Linked DNA regions of Sus scrofa: regions 1 and 2 are each linked to region 3. Evidence: chromatin contacts called from public HiChIP or PLAC-seq data. All regions are on one chromosome and are shown on one strand. Each heading gives the region's core, a stretch centred on a gene start, on an enhancer-like site or on the middle of the called end of the contact. The rest is flanking DNA. Distances are from core to core; before and after follow the strand shown.

Region 1 (4,475 bases), core at 1,658-4,157, 160 kb before region 3:
AGGAATCCAGAAGTTGCAAGGGCTAGACACTGGTTCTTCCAGTTTGTCATTCACCTCTCCAAATGTAGTCTCTTACACTGTCTAATACCAGTCCTGTTGACTCTTAAACAACACAGATTTGAACTTTGAGGGTCCATTTACACTCAGATTTCTTTCTTTCTTTTTTCTTTTTGTCTTTTTAGGGCTGCACCTGCAGATATAGAAGTTACCAAGCTAGGGGTTGAATTGGAGCTGTAGCCACTGGCCTACACCACAGCCACAGCAATGCCAGATCTGAGCTGTGTCTGCAATTTATACTGCGGCTCATGGGAATGCCGGATCCTTAACCCACTGAGCGGGGCCAGGGATTGAACCCCCATACTCGTGGATACTAGTCGGGATAATTACCATTGAGCCACAATGGGAACTCTAGATTTTTTTCGATAAATATGACACCAGAGTTCTTTTGTGGTGCAGCAGGTTAAGGATCTGGTGTTGTCACTGCAGCAGCTTGGGTTCTACTGTGGCCTGGGTTTGATCCCTGGCCTGGGAAATTCCACATGCCATAGGCATGGCCATAAATAAGTAAATAAGTAAATATGGTACCTTATATAAATATGCATTTTTTTTTTTTTGGCCATGCTTGTGTCATGTAGAAGTTCCTGGGTCAGGGATTGAACCTGAGCCACAGCAGTGACCCAAGCTACAACAGTGATAACACTAGATCCTTAACATGCTGAGCCACCAGGGAACTCCCTATTTTTCAAGTTATGTTTTCACTTTTGATGTCTAATGTTAGTCATACGTGTACTATCTACAGTGTTTTGTATCATATAAGACTATTTAATATCAATATAGGTATTGACATGTTTTACATCTTTTAAACACGTGATATAAACTTATGGTATTGGTAAATACAGTACAGTACTATAAATGTATTTTTTCTTCCCTAATGCTTTCTTTTTTTTCCCTAAGGCCTTCTTTAAAACATGCTCTTTTCATCAGTTGTATCATTTTTTAAGATTCCACATATAAGTGGAATATGATATTTGTCTCTGACAGTTTCACTTAGTATGATCATCTCTAGGTCTATCCATCTTGCTTGCAAATGGCAATATTTCAATCTTTTTATGGCTGGTAATATACCATTGTGTATACATACTATATCTTCTTTATCTGTTCATCTCTTGATGGACACTTAGATTGCTACCATGTCTTGGCTATTGTGAATAGTGTTGCTCTGAACTTTGGGGTGCATGTATCTTCTCAATTAGAGTTTTCTCCAGATATATGCCCATGATAGGGATTGCTGGACCATATACTAATTCTGTTTTTAGTTTTTTAGGGAACCCCTATACTATTCTCCATAGTGGCTGCACCAATTACATCCCCACTAACAGTTGAGGACAGTTTCCTTTTTTCCACACCCTCTCTAGCATTTAGTATCTTAGACTTTTTGATAATGGCCGTTCTGACTGGTGTGAGGCGATACCTCATTGTAGTTTTGATTTGCATTTCTCTCATAATTAGTGATGTTGGGCATCTTTTCATATCCTGACTGTCTGTCATCTGTCACATCCCCGACTTGAGGAAAACTGCTACAAGGCTGTTTTCTTCCCTCTCCATATTTTCAGTTGAGCATAGGACTTTCTGCTGCCTTCCCTCCAGGTTTCCTCCTGCCCCCAAGCACAGCAGCAGGCTCCTGGGTACGTATGTGAAACTGCTCTGCTGTACTTTAGAATTAGCTTCTTAGCAGCAGATCCCCTCACTGTTCACATCTGTTCATCTGGCCCCTTGAGATCCGTGTCACCCTGAGAGACTAGGGATGCCAGGTGATGTCACCATGCTGATGTTACTTTTGCTGTCAGTGTAATAACCAATCTAAATCCATTTGGGCTTGTTGTCTCCTTACAGCCAAATATACCCCAAGTGACCACCAGCCTAGGAGTCAGGGACTGCTGGATCAGAAAGCAGCGTAAATGGAAATGGAGTAAGGAGATGATGTCAGAGAGGAAAGAGGACCACGTCTTCTAAGACCTTGTCAGCCACAGGCAGGACTTTGACTCTTTTGCAGGGAGAAAGCAGGAACCACCAGTGGAGTTGTGATTAGAGGAATGCCAAGATTTAGCTCACGTTGTCAAAGGATCACATTAAAATACATTAACTCTAGCGGCTGCCCCCTTGGCCCCTACACACTTTATCACTGCGGGGCTATCTCTTTCCGCTAGTGTTCTGCACTTTTTCCTTGACGATCTTCCATGACCATCACGTCTTTGACAAGGGGACACAGTGGTTCTTCCCCCGGGGGGAGGAGAGTTCCTAAAGGCCAGGGCTGGTCTCTCACCTTTGGCCCGATACCCGAGGCGGTGTAGGCGGGGAGCGCTCGGCCGGGAGCCGGTGGATGCGGCGCTCAGAAAGATCGCCTACCACTGTGGCCTTGTCCTCTGGGAGAGCTGCTGCTGCCTGAGTTTTCTGGGTCCACTAAGCCTGGATTGCGGGGTCGCCGCTGCCCGGGAGCCGCTGGCCCCTCCTCTTAGGTCTGGTGGCTGCCTCGGGCGTCTTCTACTCCTCTGGAACTTTATCTCCTCCCTCTGTCCCTCCCACCTGCACGTGTTGGACGCCGGGACCGCCCAGAGGCCTGGGCCGGGTTCTCCTCTCCACCTCCGGTCGCCCCTCCCCTTTACGGCCCCCACCTCCTCCCCTCTCTCCTGTCCCCTCGCCCCCACCCCACATCCAGGTCCGCCCAGACCAGCCCCTCCCCGCCCCTCTAGTCCAGCCTTGTCCCCTTACTCCTCCTCCTCGGCCCTCCTCTCCCCCCCGCCTTCCCGCCCGCTTCCCAACCCAACTGGCTAGGGTCCGCTCGGACTCGGCCCCCGGCCCGCCCCCTCCAGCCCTCAGCGCCTCCCGCCGCTGCTCGGCTTCGCCACTTCGGGGTTGGAGCTGCCCGGGCCGCCGGTACTGGGCCGCTTCTCTGGCGCGCTTGGCGGACGACGCGGCGTGTTCCAGACGTCTGTCTCTCCGTCGGTCCAGAGAGAATTTCCAGATCCGCGCCCCAGGATGGGACGGGCTCTGCTGCTGCTCTTGCGGTGGCTCCTCCTCCCCGCGCTCTGGAGGGGAGGTGAGTGCCCGGGGCCAGGGGCCCGGCGCTGGGGGCTGGGGGCTCGCGGCCGGGAGCTGGGAGGTGGGAGCGCACCGACCTGGGCGCACCCGGCTGCAAGAAAGTTTGCAAACATCTCCCCGCGCCCCAGCGGTGCCAGGCGCTGGCGCGCAGGAGTTTCTAGCAACCCACTGTCCCCGCACCCAGGCTGGGTCGTGGGCGCGCGTCCCGGTGGAGTCGGGAAGGGGTGGGTACCGAGGGCTCCCCTTAACCGCCCAGGGGGAAATCGAGCTTGACTGGAAGCGCTGCAAGCCCAAAAGTTTTGCGCGGAGAGGAACGCTGGTCGCAGGTCTGGCGCGGAATGCGCCAGAAACTTTGCCCTGGACTTGGTTGCGCGGTTGGACCCTGGCTGTGGCGGGAGTTCTGGGAGCGGCAGACCCCATCTCCAGGGGGACCCGCGCCCGGAGACCAGCAGACTGTGGGAGTTGGGGTCGCAGTCCCGGTGCTGATCCACCCAGGCTGGGGTGCGACCGAAAGGGACTGCGGACCCGGCTGCTCCGCTTGAGCCCTTATGGACAACATTAGCAAGGACACCCTGTGAGCGTGGCGGCCCCGGAAAGGGGGGAAACATTCTTTTCACCCCTATTATTGCTGAATAGAAACTGTTGTGTGTGGACCGTGTTTAGGGTTTATCTCGATTCTGCTAGACTTTCCAATATAAGACCCTGGGTCGGGAAGTCGAGGCAAGGAACCCAGGTCCCAGTCTGCACCAGCAGCTTGTTTGGAGGGTAAGTGATTAACAGGTTCGATGTTTAATTGCTGATGGCATTTCTTGAGGAAGCTGGAAAAAACTTAACCAGGCTTTATACTGAATAAACACATCATAAGCATTTTTTTTCCTTAACTGAAAGATTTAGCTTTCACCTCATTATAGTCAAAAGATTTTTTAAGAATACCTGGAGAGTTCGATTTCTAGTTAAGCCATTTAGCTTCACATTTTTTTCCTCTGAGATTTTCATTGGCGAACTTAGTTGCTCAAATAAGAAATTCTTAAGCAGTGCACCCTCTGGTTACACATTAAATTGCATATGCAGTTTATAATTTGAGGCAGTGTAGCCATTCGAAGCAAACATCTACAGCCTAAATCAAGCAAAGAACTAAAACAGTTCTGTTTTTAACCCCCAACCCCTTACAAACCCCTCAAAAACTCCTCAGCATTTCTGCCAGATCCATTTTCCATAATCTGCTACTAATCTGTTATATTTTGCCACTAGGGAAGGCTGGCCATTTTTGGAGGTAGTGAATATAGTGAAAATTATGGATAAAGTAGTAACATAAATGACAGTTTTGGTGGAAGGTATTTTTTAAATGAAGTTTTTCTTTTCCTTGTCTTTTTTTT
Region 2 (4,916 bases), core at 1,825-4,324, 200 kb before region 3:
GTTCCAAGCTGTTGGAAAGTACAATCCTCATTATAGAGAGAATCATGAAGCTTTGAAGAATCCCTTAGTTCTGGAACTGGGGACAATAGAACAACCTGTAAAAAGTCATAAATACAACACATATGAAGCATTTTTGAGAAATTAAGCATGAAGAAACTTTGTCTTTTTTGCTTACAGTCTAACTAACAGTTGCCAATAATGATTTAAAACCATTCTGCTCTAAGTATGATGAAGTACTCTAGAGCAGATCAAGGTCCTCACCAAAAGCAACTAGAAAAACTAGATAAAAATAGCAAACCATCTGATCGGTGGCACTGGAGAGCTGTGGAGACAACCCGGACTTGAGGACCAAGATAAGGAAAAAAAGAAGGAAACCGGAAGGAGGTGGCCCCAGAGTCTCACACCTCTTGGGATCTAATTGGTGTCCCTATCTTCAGTCCCAAGATAAACCTATCTAAACCACAAATCCAACACTCCTAACTCCACCATCCCCAAACCTACAGTGCTCTGGTGACTGTACTCCTAATAAAAACCTTTCATTCTTCCTTCTTTAGAAGCATGTTAGGAAGAGTATAAATCCTAACTCTACCACTTGTTAGCTATGTCTTGAGACAAGTACTATCTCTGTACCTCCATGTACCCATTCATAAAGCAAGGATTATTTTCCTAATAAAGCTATTAGACGGGACTTAATGAGTTAACATATATGAAACACTCAGAACAGTGCCTAGTACACAGATAACACCAGAAAACAGCTTATTATTATCCCATCCTTTGCCCTGCCTCACCCAACACTCTACATGGACTTTCATAAGCATTCACTCATTCCACAGATGTGCTGAGTCTTACTGTATGCTAGGAGATGGAGACACAATTACACCTTAAAAACGTTCCACACTCTGGAGCCTCTGAGCCCACACCAGTGATCTCTCTTTACCCCAATGCCCCTTTCCACCTATACATACCTACTTACCCTCAGGTCTCTCAGAGAGGAGGCTCTGCTTCTACCATATCACCCCATCACGATAGATCTTCCAATCAATGAATATCCTATGGTACTCTTTGCTCCTCATTCATAAGCCTTAGTAGCCTTTTTTTTTTTTTTTGTCTTTTTTTTTTTTTGTCTTTTTAAGGCCACACCTGCGGCATATGGAGGTTCCCAGGCTAGGGGTCCAATCGGAGATGTACCCACTGGCCTACGCCACAGCCACGTCTGCCAGATCTGAGCCACGTCTGCGACCTGCACCATAGCCCATGGCAAAACCAGATCCTTAACCCACTGAGCAAGGCCAGGGATTGAATTCGCACCTCATGGTTCCTAGTTGGATTTGTTTCTGCTGCACCACAACGGGAACTCCCCTTAGTAGTCTATCTTAAATTATAATTTCTTAAAACACACAGCATATCTGTTCCACCCAAGTAAACTGGGAGAGCCCTAGATGAAAAAGAATGCATCACTTTCCTCACTGTAGTACCTTCAAAAAGTACCTTACACATCATGAGGAAAGTCAATGTATGTTCACTGAATCACTTGTGTTTGAAAATATTTATATTCTACAAGCATTAGCTAAAATTCCAATTGTCATTTTTAAAACAGAAAAAAGGTTAACCATGGAAAAAAACGAGTATTTGACCAAACTTCTTTAAAACACAACTAATTTGCGACAACACCTAAACCCTTTCTTACCTCATCCAAGGGTCCAAGCAGTTTACTCAGAGGGTTAGGAGTACTAACGCTGTCAAGCGGCGTGCTGGGCCGAGGCATCGTGTTGGACACTGTCAGGGAGGGAGCTGGCAGTCCGGGAATAAAAACCTTTCCCACCTTTGAACAATAAAATACATGCCAAAAGACATTAGCTTTAATGTATCATATTCTTAAATAAAACAGTGCAGCATGTAAGCATATTATTTCTTTTAATATTTCAAAGTTTATGCTCACCAAATGCAACTAAAAAATAAACAGAATTAAAATTTTAATAATGTATCAGTCCACCATCCAACTACAAATATCTTGCCATAAATTCTCTTAGCCTGATTCCTTCTTTTCATTATTAAGGACCTTTTTTTGGCAGGTCCTTTTCATTATTAAGGACCTTTTTTTGCATTTTTCTACCCTATTGATGATAAAGACTGCAAGGACACTAAGCTTTCAGAGACTATAAGCATCGATCTTATTAACTAGTCTCCTGGCAGAAAGAAAGAACACCAATTACTTCTTCAGGGTCAAAAAAATCAGGCTGAAGTGATACTCAAGAAATTAAATCCAACCTAATTCAAATTGTACTCTCTAGCTCACAACCTGTCTTCCGTCATAAACTCTCAAAGGCTTCCTCCTCCATATAGCTATCCATAGGGTTCTCAGGAAAAATACAATAGAAATTCACACCCATACAGGCTGAAAACTAAAAAGACTAATAGGAGATAAAGACTAAAAGGACTAAAAGGAGATACTCAGAACTAAAGTGAAATTTTAACTATATACATACTTATGTCAATATACTCCCTGAAAGCTAATAAAATCACAAAAGTTGTCCAAATAAAATCCTTAGGATTAAAGAACAAAAATGACAGTGAGCACTAGTAAATGTAAGATTTTGAAAAGCCATCAGAGACACCTCTGGGTCATAAAAATATGGAGTAAGCATATCCCATGCTATTCCTCCCACTAATTACCACTACCACAAAACATATGAATTGATGATGAAACTAACAGAAGACTCTATGTGGTAGGGAAAAAAGACTGACTGGCTAGGGACCTGAGAACCAGGAATGACCTATGGAATTCCTGAGCTTTTTGTCTGTGTTTCTCTAACTCCCTCATAACCAGGCCTTGGCCTCTCAAAGGTCCGCAACCCAGAAATGCCCACAGGCACAGACCAAAAGGACCCAGGGAAACCTTACTCTTTTTGCCAAAATTTGGTTGGGAAGAGTGAAGAAGCAGGGAAGAAACATTTTCCCCATGCCTGCCCCACTTCAGGCAAACACATGGAAAAAGCCACGGCCCTCAGTGCCCACCTGTTCATGAGTCATGGATGGAGACAGAGGGCGGGGTCCTGTCATCCCACCTGCGAGGACTAGGTGGCGCCCTGGTCCACACAGAGAGGGGCAGGCCTATCCTACATCTCAGCTCTGCAGGCACTGCAGCCAGAGACTGTGGACAAAGCCCTGCTTTCATCATCACCAGGCAGCCCCTCTCCACCTCCCCACGGTGCGCAGCCCCTGCCCAGGGGAAGAGTCTGGCCTTCACCCAGGCTCTACAATAATAAAGCACCTACCTCTCCCCTTCTCTTCCAGAGTCTGGGTGGAGCACTGTATTCTATCCCCACCCTGCAATAACAAGGCAGTAACCCCTCTCTGTCCCAACTGGGGAATGAGGGGAGGAATGGAGAGAAAGGAAATAGACAAAAGAACTTTCTAAATATGTATATGAAATTCTGGGCAGGCCTCTGAGAGACTCATGTGTGAAACTCACCAAAAATGACACAGTAAAAGATGTGAGAACTAAACAATGGTCTGTAACACCATTCAGTTCAGAAACTGGCCTCTAGGCAGTGTGGAAGTTGAGGCAGACCCCAATCTCACTATGGGAGCAGATAAGAAAAAGAGCCAAGAAATCCTGCTCTCCTTGGCCAAAGAATCAGGAAAGGAATGGCCTAGCAAGATAGAAAACTTCTAGACAATAACCAACCTACTCCAGACAAACATCAAGGGAAAATACTGCACCCTACCCCTCAGGCCTGTCAGTAAAGGCCAGGTGGGGAGCCTTCCAGTCTTACTTGGCTGTAATGAGGCACAAATACGGGAGAAAAAAATTAACAGTACTCTGGATTAGCAAGAATATAAAAAAGCTTTGAGAACTCTCATACACTGCTGTACAACCTTGCAACCCTGATACGATTTGGCACCACATGGCTAAGCTGAATATGAATATATTCTAAAGGCTAGAAGACATGTATCTTAAAAAAAAAAAAAAACTTTTTAAAGCATTATTAGAGAAAACAGCAGAAACAACAAAACAACCATAGTGGCTGGTAAAGTTTTGGTATAATCATACAATGGAAAACTATGTAACAGTGAACAGGTCTACAAGAGCTACACATTGACATATGTAAATCTAAAAATAATAGAATGTTGAGCAAAATGGTCTCGTCAGAGAAGAGTATGTGGTATGTTTCCTTTACATGAAAATTCAAAAACAAAGAAAAACTAAACAATTTACTACTTAGTGATACACAATTGTGAAAAACAATTAATTTTTAAAAAGGGGGACTGAAGAGTTTCCTGTTGGCTCAGAGGGTTAAGAATCCACCCTTCACTGCTGTGGCCTATGTTCGATCCCTGGCCCAGGAACTTCTGCGTGCCAATGGCAAGGCTAAAAAAGGGTGGAGGGAGAGGGGATTGATTGCAAGTAAGGGTACTGTCCACCTCTGGGCGGTGAGGCCGCAACGTGGAAAGCACACTCAGGAGACTGTAGAGATATTGGCAACAGTCCGCATCTTAACCTGGGTAGTGGTTATACGAATGTTTGCCTCATTCTTCAAGTTGAATTTAAATTTCATAATTTAAATTTGCAAAATTTACATTATTCTGTATATAAACTTCACAACTATTTAAAATAATACAGCCAACATAAACACCATACTTTTTTTTTTTGGCCACCCCACAGCATATGGAGTTCCCAGGCCAGGGATCAGATCCGAGCTATAGCTGTGACCCAAGCCACAGCTGCAGCAACACCAGATCTGTGCCAGGTCAGGGATCGAACCTGTGTCTCAGCGCTCCCAAGGCACTGCCAATCCCGCTGCACAACCACAGGAACTCCTACTATACATTTAACATAATGCAACTTTACTAAAACTTTGAGACTTAACAAATCTACCCAGACATTAATTTTAAAACTATATTCTTTATAAAAC
Region 3 (4,460 bases), core at 29-2,528:
ACAATAGGAGGGTTTGATAAGGAATGTGGTTCTGCCCTGAAGTCTAACAGGGCAGAATTTGGGAGGGAGGAGACAACCAGCCTCCCAGGATCCTTGGCGCTGGAATCCATCTTGGCTGAGAGGTGCCAGTCACCAAGGACCCTGAGCTTGGTGACCAAATATGGGACAAGCAAGATGATTGGCCAGAGACAACCCAGTATCCCTTCCCAATAAAGTCTTATAAAGTCTTTTTTTTTTTTTTTTTTTCTTTTTAGAACCGCACCTGCAGCATTTGGAGGTTCTCAGGTGAGGGATTGAAATGGAGCTGTAGCTGCCAGGCTATGCCACAGCCACAGCAACTCAGGATCCGAATTGCATCTGCGACCTACACCACAGCTCACCGCAACGGATTCTTAACCCAGTGATCGTGGCCAGGGATCCAACTCACATGCGCATGGATTCTAGTCGGATACGTTTTCACTGAGCCACAAAGGGAACTCCCCAATAAAGTCTTTTGCTTTGTCAGCTTATGCGTCTCCTCGGACAATTTATTTCCCAGTGTCGGACAAGAGGCAATACTCAGGCTCTTGGAAGGTATCCAGCTTCCTGCAACAAAATCAGGATTTTATTCTCCCTCTGGACATTATTTACATTTAAAAATAAACTACCATAGTTCTCTTTGGCAAGAGATTTATTTAGCTTTCACAGTCAAAAATGCCTGAAGTACACAATTAGACCCAAGCTCTGCCCCTCAGAGATTTAAGCAATCGGGGAACTTTATTTGTTCTGAAAATTATTAACTGTCCTACAGACATGGCATTACACACACAATACAATGCCTTGGGTTCAACTGACCCTACCTCAAAGCACTTTCCCGGCACTTACGGTGAATTTAGAGGACAGTTTGTTTCCCTCGTGCTGAGGTGACTGTAGTACTGGCAAACGGAGAGAATTCAAGAAAATGAAATAAAGCAAAACCTTAGCTAGCAACTCCTCCCTACGCATCCGTCCACAACCCCACGGAGCCTGAGATCTGAGCCTCCCGCCTGGGGCGGAAGCAGAAACCAGCTAGGGCAGGATTCTGAGCCCCGCCTCCCCAAGCCCCGCCCCCCGACCCGGCCCTGAGACCCACCCCTTGCCCCCATACCCACCCCCTCCTCCGTAGCCGCCAGATTCAGAGCCCCGCCTCCTCCCCGGCCCCGCCCCCCATATTGGCCCCGCCCTCACGCTCCGACCCTCCTCCCCCGCCCGCACCCGTTCTTTCCACGCTCTGGCCCCGCCTCCAGCTCCACGCAGTGGCCGGCCTCGAGCCCCGCCTCCATGTCCCAGCCACACTTCCCGGACCCGAGCCCGCCTCCCAGGGGCGGAGCTGCACCTGGTGCGGGCCCCGGGCTTGGCGGGCGTCACGGAGCGCCAGGTGCGGATTCCGCGTCAAGATGGCTTCTGCCGCACGAGCTGGGTTCTGGTTCCTTCCCACCGGGGGTCCGGTGCTGCGCGTCGCCCTCTGCCTTCTGTGCTGGGGTCCGGCGGCTGTGGGCGCTGTGCCCGAGCTTGGACTCTGGGCAGCGACGGTCAATGACGTAAGTGGAGCGTCGGCACCAAGGAGACGCACCTCTCCGGTCCTCAGGGTGTTCCCGGGGCTCGCCGGGGACCCAGCTTATTCCTCTGACCGGGCCTGCTCCGGGTGCCCTAATACGCTCTCTGGGCCTTTTGTCTCCCCTGGCCCGACCTAGGGAGAAAACCAGTCAAGCTTGTGTGCAGGGAACGGCTCTCCCTTCGGAGCCCTGTTCCTGTTCCTGAGGATCACCTTTCTCGACGGCCTGGTCCCTCGCTCCGCCCGGACACGCCCTGGCTAGATCGGGTCCTCGTTTATTCAGACCTGAGCCCAGAACCCCTCGGCACTCCCAGGGGCATCTTTGGATTTGACCCTTCTTCGTGCCCGGGTGCAGCCACAGGGCCACACCCGTGAGGCCTCAGGGAGGACTTGCCCGGCTTCAGTTTCCGCGTACATTTAGAAAGAGCATGTGCCGCTTTCTTTCTTACTCTTTTTTTTCCCCCCTTAAATGACAGTGGAACATGCAGTAGTCACCCCACCCCTCTTTCCCTATTTTGGGGCTCCTGGATTTCTCTCGGCCTCCTATCACAGCTCCGAGAGTATATGTGTGTGGGGAGTTGGGGCGGAATGTGTAATTAAAGGATATTTGCGAGCTAGTCTGGAGGCATGAATGCGTGGAAACTCTTCCTTTCCAGGGCAGGCCATTTGAGAACTTGGCATCAAGTAGTTACATGAGGTGATGTGGGAAGAATGCAGGGGTAGAATTTTGGAAAGATTTGCTAAAGAAGAGACAGGAAGTTGAAGAGGCTTTATGTCCTGCTCTTTTAGAGTAAGATGATTCGTCCAGTTGTTTGAGATGAGTATTTTTCCCATGTATAGAAACGTCCGAATTCTAAAGGCAAAACTTATATTTCGATTTCCTCAGCCAGAAAAAGAAAGTAGCACGAGAGGCTACAAATTCTTCCTACAACACAAACCTACCTGGGAGAGTAGATGTCCTTCTGTTTTTGTTTTTGTTTTTTTTGTCTTTTTGCCATTTCTTGGGCCGCTCCCGCGGCATGCGGAGTTTCCCAGGGTAGGGGTCGAATTCGAGCTGTAGCCTCTGGCCTACACCAGAGCCACAGCAACGTGGGATCCGAGCCGCATCTGTGACCCACACCACAGCTCACTGCAACGCCGGATCCTTAACCCACTGAGCAAGGCCAGGGATCGAACCCACAACCTCATGGTTCCTAGTCGGATTCGTCATCCACTGCGTCAGGACGGAAACTGAATTTTTAAGACCCAGTGCTACCATTTCTTCTAGGATTCTTCTGGGTTGCTGCCCTATTTTGTGTGCTGGTGATAGAACCTGCATATCTACATTATTGAATTTCTCTGAACAGTAATTTCATGCAGTTTCTTTGAATTTCATGCCGCTTCTGTAGTGTATGGTCAGTAGCATAAACTAAGTCTGAATATATTGGAAGTGAATCAGCTGTGAACAGACTGCTTGACCGTATCTATAAAAGTCTTTACCCAGTATACTTGGATGGTGAGATTCCAGAGGCCATGAGGAGAGAATGCCATTGCTTCCTCTATAAGGAAGATAAATTTTTCTTTGGGTCCCACATAATCTTTAGTCCTATGTGCCAGTAGCAGCCCATAAAGCTCTTTTTTGCCAAGAGTAGATGGATTTTTTTTTCCTATTTCAAGTTATCAATACTTGTTCTTCAGAACAGGAAAGTAGAGTTTTATTTGTACTACAAATCTATCAAGAAATGGTTCCTTTTTAAAATTTTTTAAAAATTAAAGTATAGTTGGTTTATAGTGTTGTGCCACTTTCTACTGTACAGCAAAGTGACTCAGTTATATGTATATATATACACATTCTTTTATAATATTCTTTTTCATCATGGTCTATCCCAGGAGATTGCATATAGTTCTCTGTGCATCAGGACCTCATTGCTTATCCATTGCAAATGTAATAAATAGTTTGCATCTACTAACCCCAAACTCCCAGTGCATCCTCCTTGGCAACCACAAGTCTGTACTCTTATGTCTGCGTGTTAGTTTCTGTTTAGTAGTTAGGTTCCTTTGTGCCATATTTTAGATTTCACATATAAGCGATGTCATATGGGGGAGTTCCCACTGCGGTGCAGTGGAAACAATCTGACTAGGAACCATGAGGATGCAGGTTTGATCCCTGGCCTCGCTCAGTGGGTTAAGGATCCAGTGTTGCCGTGAGCTGTGGTGTAGGTCACAGAAGTGGCCCGGATCCTGCGTTGCTGTGGCTGTGGTGTAGGCTGGCAGCTGCAGCTCCAATTAGACCCCTAGCCTGGGAACCGCCATATGCTGCAGATATGGCCCTAAAAAGCAATAAATAAATAAATAAATAAGTGATGTCATATGGTATGTCTTTCCCTTTCTGTCTTCACTTGTTATGATAATCTCTAGTTGCATCTATGTTGCTGCAAATGACATTGAGAAATGGTTCCTTTGGTTGTAAAGGTCAATAGCGCCTACTCTGTGCCAGGCACTGCACTGGCCATTGCTGTTGCAAGGATGAATATTAGACACAGTCTTCTCTTTCAAGAAGCTCACATAGTAGTAGAGACAGCAATTTCATAAGTAGTAATGACATGCATGGTGGCATTCTTTGGTTATTACTAGAGCACTGAGGGCATCATCTAACCCCACTTTCTGGAGTTGGTGTCTGGCTGGTTCTGTAAAGATGAGTAGACGTTACCTTGGTGAAGAAGGAGAAGGTAGAACAACTTCTGGGTTTCTGCTGATGGAGTGAGTGTTAGCACAGACTTGGGCCACCATAAGCCTTCCACGTCTGATCTTGACCTTGAGCCTGAGGCTGAGAGTCTCAAACTTAAGGACCTCTGGGGGTTGAGATACCAGTTACTGCAGAAGCATAGGCAGGAAATGTTGAGGGACT

Evidence for each region. HiChIP or PLAC-seq counts read pairs in DNA pulled down with a chosen protein or histone mark.
Region 1: an H3K27ac HiChIP or PLAC-seq map of alveolar macrophages shows a contact between it and region 3. The contact joins the promoter of MERTK here to the promoter of TMEM87B in region 3. A contact is called at or near these places in 2 of 5 promoter capture datasets (fetal liver and liver), 8 of 47 Hi-C or Micro-C datasets (embryonic fibroblasts, heart right ventricle, liver and 3 more) and 2 of 2 datasets of contacts at active chromatin or transcription factors (alveolar macrophages and skeletal muscle).
Region 2: an H3K27ac HiChIP or PLAC-seq map of alveolar macrophages shows a contact between it and region 3. The contact joins the enhancer-like site here to the promoter of TMEM87B in region 3. A contact is called at or near these places in 2 of 5 promoter capture datasets (fetal liver and liver), 27 of 47 Hi-C or Micro-C datasets (adipose tissue, alveolar macrophages, blood and 15 more) and 2 of 2 datasets of contacts at active chromatin or transcription factors (alveolar macrophages and skeletal muscle).

Annotation. Positions count from the first base shown.
Region 1 is chr3:44,481,832-44,486,306 of Sscrofa11.1, reverse strand. It overlaps MERTK (tyrosine-protein kinase Mer), which reads left to right and starts at 2,907. Exons shown (of 19, transcript XM_021087030.1): 1 at 2,907-3,097. The coding sequence starts at 3,037. It overlaps ANAPC1 (anaphase-promoting complex subunit 1), which reads right to left and starts at 2,346. Exons shown (of 48, transcript XM_021087035.1): 1 at 2,324-2,346.
Region 2 is chr3:44,529,574-44,534,489 of Sscrofa11.1, reverse strand. ANAPC1 (anaphase-promoting complex subunit 1) reads right to left here. Exons shown (of 48, transcript XM_021087035.1): 14 at 1,688-1,822; 15 at 1-95. Among named protein-coding and RNA genes, the nearest start is that of ANAPC1, 48 kb to the right of the region's middle. Within about 2 kb of position 3,074, at least 11 of the 83 cell types and tissues checked have an H3K27ac peak or open chromatin away from gene starts, as enhancers often do. A contact at or near this core is called in adipose tissue and alveolar macrophages, where this site is marked.
Region 3 is chr3:44,324,588-44,329,047 of Sscrofa11.1, reverse strand. TMEM87B (transmembrane protein 87B) reads left to right here and starts at 1,278. Exons shown (of 20, transcript XM_021087028.1): 1 at 1,278-1,559. The coding sequence starts at 1,416.